2 separate regions of the Mus musculus genome follow, and region 2 is linked to region 1. Evidence: chromatin contacts called from public HiChIP or PLAC-seq data. All regions are on one chromosome and are shown on one strand. The core of a region is the stretch at or near the end of the contact, and the rest is flanking DNA. Distances in the headings are between cores, read along the strand shown. Region 1 holds the start of Dhx40 (DEAH (Asp-Glu-Ala-His) box polypeptide 40). Region 2 has its middle 17 kb from the start of Ypel2.

Evidence for each region. HiChIP or PLAC-seq counts read pairs in DNA pulled down with a chosen protein or histone mark.
Region 2: an H3K4me3 HiChIP or PLAC-seq map of craniofacial prominence shows a contact between it and region 1, with 4 times the contacts expected there. The contact joins the enhancer-like site here to the promoter of Dhx40 in region 1. A contact is called at or near these places in 3 of 39 promoter capture datasets (Sertoli cells, cancer-associated fibroblasts and macrophages), 1 of 15 datasets of contacts at CTCF or cohesin (the NIH/3T3 cell line), 21 of 484 Hi-C or Micro-C datasets (bone marrow-derived macrophages, cerebellar granule neurons, cerebellum and 13 more), 14 of 115 datasets of contacts at active chromatin or transcription factors (bone marrow-derived macrophages, craniofacial prominence, embryonic basal ganglia and 11 more) and 4 of 9 other capture datasets (adipose tissue, liver, macrophages and 1 more).

Annotation. Positions count from the first base shown.
Region 1 is chr11:86,805,724-86,809,620 of GRCm38.p6, reverse strand. It overlaps Dhx40 (DEAH (Asp-Glu-Ala-His) box polypeptide 40), which reads left to right and starts at 1,961. Exons shown (of 18, transcript NM_026191.2): 1 at 1,961-2,183; 2 at 2,994-3,161. The coding sequence starts at 2,072.
Region 2 is chr11:87,009,084-87,012,980 of GRCm38.p6, reverse strand. No RefSeq gene overlaps it. Among named protein-coding and RNA genes, the nearest start is that of Ypel2, 17 kb to the right of the region's middle. Within about 2 kb of position 2,295, at least 73 of the 459 cell types and tissues checked have an H3K27ac peak or open chromatin away from gene starts, as enhancers often do. A contact at or near this core is called in bone marrow-derived macrophages, craniofacial prominence and pancreatic cancer cells, where this site is marked.

The DNA.
Region 1 (3,897 bases), core at 712-3,211:
TTAGGTTAGTATGATTGTGAGGTTTCTTATCTCTCTCTTTTTCATCACCAAGAGGAAGTTTCAGAAATTTCTTTCTCACACGTGAAAACCAGAGAATATTAACCTTTAATCCCATATCCCTGGACAGGCAAACTTCTGGGAGCTCAAAGCTAACCTGATCTACTTAATGAGTTTCAGGCCATCTAGGGCTATATAGTGATATATAGTGAGACTTTGTCCAAAACTGTATATATCAAATACTTAATCATTTAAATACAAATTGCTTAGTAAATGGTCACAATTCCTGATTTGAAATGATTCTGCTTATTTTCTTAGAAAGTGACTTTGTGAAATAGCTGGTCTGTTGCTCAGTTACAGAGGTCACCAATATCTTCATGGTCTGACTACAATTGTATATTTTGATCTCTTCTGACATAATAGTTTGAATTACTAATAGAAATCGAAAGGTTCAGAGATGGTTTTAATGTTTTGGAGAAATCTAAAATGTTCTCCTGTCACTAGGGCTATTGCCTCAGCCGTTAGAAAGTTACACCTGACTTGCTATCATTCAAATTCTGATAAACTTGCATTAAAGGAGTTGTTGATCAGTTACGTTGAAAAGGAGTTGATACATGTACGTTTTAAAGCAAAGTCTTGGATTCTTGTAACATCTTACATCTTTTCTAGTTTGGTCTTGGGTTGATAAGTGAATGGTAGTTTTATGTTGCCTTCCTATAAACCATGATTAATTTTAACAGCAGGAACTACTGAAAAGTGCAAGAAGCAAATGGACAAGGTCACATATATCTGTAATTTAGCACTTGGGTAGCTGAGGCTGGAAGATCATGAGTTCTAGGGTATCCTGGGCTACATAGTGATTTAAGTGTAAGAAGCAGGTTTCTTCACATTTTTTCATAATTAACTCAACTCAGAAAATCAGCTGGCATTATCACTGAAGGACTAGTCCAAGAACCCCCCTCCTTCCCTCCCTCCCTTTTCCCCTCTTCCCCCCCTCCCTCCTTCCTTCTCTTTTCCTCTCCCTTCTTTCTCCCTCTCCCCTTTATTCACCTCCTCTTCTGAGACAGAGTCTCATTCTCAGAATTATCCTGGTGGTAACCCGGAACTCACAGCAACTCTTTTGCCTCTGCCTCGCAAGTGTTAGGACCACACTCAGCTTTGATAAAGTACTGGGTATTGAATCCCAGGGTCTCTCATATCGTAGATAAGTATTCTACCACTGAACTGTACACCAAGTCCCCAACATACCTTTAAAAATAAGTAAACCACACCACCTCAGATAATGTGTATCTGTAGAATTTTCAGCAGTTGTGTTTTCTAAGGAACGTACTTCCACTAAAAGTCAACTTATTTTAAAACAGATGTTAACCCTGTCTCGAAAAAAACAAAAAAAATCAACCAACAACCCAGATGTTATTCATTCATCTATCCTCAACAAACCCTATTGTCCACCTCAAATCACTGCTCCCTGCTGGGTGTACAATATATAGTGTTCCGGAAGTCTGGATCATGTGTGTCTTCCCAGCTTCTTGGAGGGTATGGAAAATATGCAAATAAATGTAAATGAAGGGTTCCATGAAGGAAGTGAAACAGCATGGGAATCTAAGTTTTGAAAACTACAGAACTACAAGTTGGACCGCACTATGTGTCTTGATAGGACGATAGGGAAGTGAGTTGCCCAAGGTCACACTGTAGGATGGCTTCGGCTCCTGGGAAAGGGTCATTCAACTGGTATCTGGAGATAGGCAAGACTTGTGGGGATGCTGTGGTGACTAAGGGCCACACTGGACAAACTGTGACCTGGCCCTCAGGTGTTCAGGTGTGACTTCGCGGGTGGCGGAGGCACGTGGCGATGGGCGGGACTCCTTGGGGGTGGTGCCTCGGGGCCCCCAGGAGCGCGGGCCCGTGCGCGTCCAAGCAGAGGCCGCCACGTCATCGAGCCGCTCCCCCACCCCTCTCAGCCAGTCGCACGCGCGGAAGTAAACACCCCTACGTCATCAGGGCGCGTCCTCGCCTTTCCCCTCCCATCTCCTCGGCTCCGTGGACGTGTTCGCTTCTTCTCCGGACCGGGTCTATGTCCCGGTTTCCCGCCGTCGCGGGCAGGGCGCCAAGGCGGCAGGAGGAAGGCGAGCGGCCAATAGAGCTCCAGGAAGAGCGGCCGTCAGCTGTTCGCATCGCTGACAGAGGTACGGTCCGCGGGACGCTGTGGCACCCGGAGGGAGTTATTTGCGGGGCGAAAAGTACATCTGTGGGCGGCAGAGGAGGTGGGAAGGGAGCTTAGACGTTCTTTTGGTCTTTTAAGCCAGACGACGAACTTTGCGTCCAGTGAGCACTTTGGCTTAGAAGGGGGCGGTCCCAAACCCAAGTTGGGTGAGAACCTCTCTGGGGGGCAAGAAAGTGGACCCGAACGCCCAAATGCCTTCTGCTGTTCTACAGCCTCATAAAGCCTTTGTTCTCTACCCGTTCATCCCCCTCCCCTTCGTCGGGCCGCCAGCCTGCCTTTGGGTACGGTATGAAGGGAGCCCGTTTCCAGGAGCCAGTTTCCATGGTTACCCACCACTTGGCCTTCTGGGATATCAGTCACTCTGAACAGGGACCTAACTTGAACTGTGAATCAGAAGCAAATACAGGTGGCTTCTTCTTCTTCTCAGAGTTGTTCTGCTGTGCTCAGGTTGTTGATCTATTGTTTAATAAAATTGAGTTTAGTTTTTCCAGGTAGGTATGCATACATACACGTTGTCTTGTGCTTGACTGACTTTGTCAAGTACGGCGAGTTACACATCAACAATGTTGAAGTTGTTTGATTTTACCAAAAAAAGTTATTCTGAGTTTATAAACTTTCACGTGTGATTTGTACATGGTTGACGTAACTGAAAAGTCATAGATTGATCTTTCCCGTTGTGCGATTCCTGTGCATTCTTCTTTCAGGTCTGAGCCATTGTCAGAGAGCTCTTCTCAGGTGTTTTCATTGCACAATTGTTTTTGTGTTGTTACAGAAGAGAAAGGATGCACATCACAGGAGGGAGGAACAACTCCAACGTTTCCTATTCAGAAACAAAGAAAAAAGCTCATTCAAGCTGTGAGGGACAACTCGTTCCTCATCGTTACTGGAAATACAGGAAGTGGTAAAACAACTCAACTCCCTAAATACCTTTATGAAGCAGGTAATTTTATTCTTGGATAAAGCTGGAAGCACTAAAGAGAGAAATTCTTTAAATTTTAATGAAAGTACTGTAGTGTGCAAATGCCCATTGCTGCGTTGCTTTGTCAGATCCTTAGCCTCCCTATGTCTCCTTGGCTTTCTGGATTTATTTCAGGCTCCGGAATTGTTGGGGTGACATATTAAACTACAATGATAATAATAATAATAATAGAAGAAGAAGAAGAAGGCTGATTGTGGTGGTGCACACTTTTAATCCCAGCACTTGGTAGGCAGAGTCAGGAGCATCTCTGAGTTGTAAGGCTAGCATGGTTTACATATTAAGTTCCAGGCCAGCTATGGTTATATGATAAGAAGGAAAAATAAAAGGATGTTAATTTTCTCTTTTAGGATAAGGTTATCTCATTAGCCAGTGAGAACTGAAACAATTGTGAATTGGAAAGGATAGTTGACCTCTGTTGGGGACATATTTTTGTTGGGGGGGTGTTGGTTTTTTTTTTTTTTTTTTTTTTGAGACAGGGTTTCTCAGTGTAGCCCTAGAACTCACTCTGTAGACCAGGCTGGCCTGGAACTCAGAGATGCACCTGCCTCTGCCTCTTGAGTGCTGGGATTAAAGGTGTGTGCCACCACTACTTTGCTGTTGCTGACAATTTATTCTTCCTCTAGACCGTTATCAGACAAATATTCTCAGATTCTACCAGAATTGAGCAAACAAATTACCAATAAAGTGTCTCATCAGT
Region 2 (3,897 bases), core at 1,046-3,545, 200 kb before region 1:
CTCAAGTCTACGGGGCATTTTCTTTGTTAATGATAAGCATAGAAGGGTCCAGTCCGTTGTGGATGCTACTACCCCTAGACAGGTGGTCCTAGGGTGCATTAAACAAGACAAAAGAAAAACAAACAGCTCCCCAAGCTGATATGTACATAAATAAATAAAGTAAGTAAATAAGTAAGTAAGTAAGTAAGTAAGTAAATAGACAATAAATAGAAAGAGCTGAGGTTGTGGTCTGTGGAAAACCAGTTTTGGAATCTGCTTTCGCCAGTGGAGTGTCACTGAGTACATCAACCACAGTCCAGGAGACCCCATGCCAAAAAGTAGCTGCTCAACAGAACAAACTCAATGGTGTTTTATGAACTTTTTCCTTAGTTTTGCTTTGTTTAGGCCTTTTTTTGTGTTATTAGTCTTTTGCCAGTTTGTTTTAAATTTTGTTTTTGTAGGGAGTTTTTGTTTCTTGATTTCTGGTTCTGGCATTCTGTTATTGTGTATAGTTTTTTTGTTTTGTTTTGTTTTGTTGTTTTTCTTTTTGTTTTGAGAGAGAATATAAAACTTAAAATTGGGTGGGGAGGGGAAAACATGATCAAAATATATCCTATGAGAAATTTTTAATTAAAAAAGGAAAAGCAGTCCAGATTTGGGGGTGCACAACTATCCCCCACTCCACCCCACCCCCACCCCCTAATACTGAGTTTCACTGTGTAGCCCTGGCTGTCCTGGAACTCACTCTGTAGACCAGGCTGGCCTTGAACTCACAGAGATCTGCCTGCCTCTGCCTCCTGAGTGTTGGTATTAAAGGTGTGTGCCACCACCGCCCCACTTGGTCCACACTTTTAATCCCGGCACTCTTTGAGATCAGTCTGGTACACAGTAAGGTCTGGGCCAACCAGAGCTACAGAGTGAGCCTGTGTCCAATATAAGAGCAGCCGTGGGGGCTGGAGAGATGGCTCAGTGGTTAAGAGCACCTACTGCTTTTCCGAAGGTCCTGAGTTCAAATCCTCGCAACCACATGGTGGCTCACAACCATCTGTAATGAGATCTGACGACCTCTTCTGGTGCATCAGGGTTAGGTTAAGACAGCTACAGTGTGCTTAGATATAATAATAAATAAATCTTTAAAAAAAAAAAGAGTGGGGCTGGTGAGATGGCTCAGCAGGTAAGAGCACCCGACTGCTCTTCCAAAGGTCCTGAGTTCAAATCCCAGCAACCACATGGTGGCTCACAACCATCTGTAATGGGATCCGGTATCCTCTTCTGGTGTGTCTGAAGACAGCTGCAGTGCACTTACATATAATAAATAAATTTTAAAAAAAAGAGCAGATGGGGGTGGGGTGGGGGTGGGAGGAGGGCGAGATGAATCAGCAGGCAAAGTTTCTTGCTGTCCAGGGTGAGGACAGCAACCCATGTGGTGGAAGAGAGCTGACTCTCACAAACTGTCCCCTGACCACTGATGGCATATGATGGCAGGCATATGATGGCATGTGTGCACAGCACCCCAACACACAAAATAAAAAAGGACATTTTTTTAAAGCCAGAGTATGATCATTAATCAAGAAACTTTTAAGTTATTTATTTTTATTTTATGTGCATTAGTGTTTCACCTGCATGTGTATCTGTGTGAGCTTCTCAGATCCCCTGGAACTGTTTTACACAGCTGGGAAATGTAATCCCAGCTTGCGGGAGGCTGAGGCAGGATTGCTAAAAGTTCAAGGCTAACCTGAAATACCTAGTAAGTTTAAGACAGCCTGTGAGACCCTGTCTCCAAAGCAAAGCAAAAATAAACAAAATGTGTTTTTAAAATCCTAAATAAATAAAAGAATGTATCTCTCCACAACCTTCTTAAAAGGATTTATTTATTTTATGCATATATGAGTACACTGTAGCTGTCTTCAGACACACCAGAAGAGGACACCGGATCCCATTATAGATGGTTGTGAGCCACCATGTTGTTGCTGGGAATTGAACTCAGGACCTCTGGAAGAGCATTCAGTAGTATTAACCACTGAACCATCTCTCCAGCACCCCCCCCCCCAAAAATGAGGATCTTTGGCTCTCTCCATTATAGTTGTATTCACAGCTCTTGGCCTCAAATTTTTAAATTTCAGGGTGATCCCGAACGTTATAGGAAGCTCAGCGTGTATCTGGCCTCTACTGGTAGTGATGCTCCCAGAATGTTCTTAGATTTTGCCTGAGGCTGGTTGGGGTGAAGAGAGAACTCTTGGATTCATTAGGAATGACCAGGCCTGGAAAGCGGACACTGGGAAGCTATACCCAAGTTTAACCACAGGAGGTCTCCCTAGACCTAATTATGATTTGAGTCAGTCTTGCATTGGGTTGTGGGAACTACCGAATTGTTCTCTTTTGGTAATCTGAACACACCTGTTTTTATTTTTAAAAAATGCTGCCGGGCGTGGTGGTGCACGCCTTTAATCCCAGCACTTGGGAGGCAGAGGCAAGCGGATTTCTGAGTTCAAGGCCAGCCTGGTCTACAAAGTGAGTTCCAGGACAGCCAGGACTACACAGAAAAACCCTGCCTCAAAAAAACAAACAACAACAACAAAAGCTAAACCTGGTTGGGCCTGGTGGCACACATCTTTAATCCCAGCACTCAGGAGGCAGAGGCAGGTGGATATGTGATTTCCAGGCCAGCCAGGGCTACAGAGTGAGTTCCAGGAGAGCCAGGGTTACACAGAGAAACCTTGTCTCAAAAAAAAAAAACAAAAAACAAAAAAACAAAAACAGAAGTTACATTGATTTATTTGTGTGTGTGTGTGTGTGTGTGTAACTACAGTAGAGAAAGTTGACAAACTATAACCTGATATTTTGGCTGAGATGCCAGTAAGAAGAGAAAAACAACATTACGTAAAATCTCAGGAAATGGGAATTATTGGATTTAAAAATGTACTGATTGGTGCCTTCACTGTAACAAATGTTAATAAAACCAGGAAACTGGAGGGTGGGGTGGGGTGGCTTGTGCCTTTAATCCCAGCAGAGGCGAGTAGGTTTCTGGGAATTTGAGGTCAGCCTGGTCTACATCCTGAGTTCCAAACTAGCCAGGGCTACACAGTGAGACCCGGTTTTCAAAACAAAACAACAAAAGCCAGAAGCGCAGGTCCTCATTAGGCTGGAGACAGACGTTAATTTCCTTTCGAGAAATGAGTTTCGGCTGACGACCCTCATCCAGCTTACTTACTGGGTTATTTCTGAGGGTGATGTGTCCTGCACCCCATAACAGGCTTCACTGCGGAATATAGCTCTGCTTTTGTGGCTTCTTGCCAGTCTTTCTGTGACTTGCTCAGCGGAGTACTTGGAGGCAGGTAAGAGAGGGCTCAGCAGAGAGCAGAGAAGAGCACGGTGCCGACTCTAGATTCCTCTTCTGAAGAGAGGGTCTTGAGTTAAGCTGGGCATAGTGGCTTACGTCTATAATCCCAGTATTTGGAAAGCCAAGGTAGGAGACCACCTCAATCTTGAGGCCCTCATACTGTTGAGCTACAATGTGAGACCCTGTATCAAAACGACAACCAGACCATGGCCCAAGCAGGAGGGCTTGAGCTTCCATCCCTAGCACAGGGTAAAAGCTGAGCAATGAGTCTATAGCTTCAGCAATGTGGGCAGGGAGAAGCGAATCGCTGGATCATCGGCCAGCAGGTCTAGTTGAATCAGTGAGCTCTGGGTTCAGTGAGAGACCCTGTCTTAAAATAAAGTGGAGAAATTGGGCAGTGGTGGCGCACGCCTTTAATCCCAGCACTTGGGAGGCAGAGGCAGGCGGATTTCTGAGTTCGAGGCCAGCCTGGTTTACAGAGTGAGTTCCAGGACAGCCAGGAGAAACCCTGTCTTGAAAAACTAAAAAAAGGAGAGGAAGACATCACCTCTGGCCTCTCCACGCACGCGCGCACACAC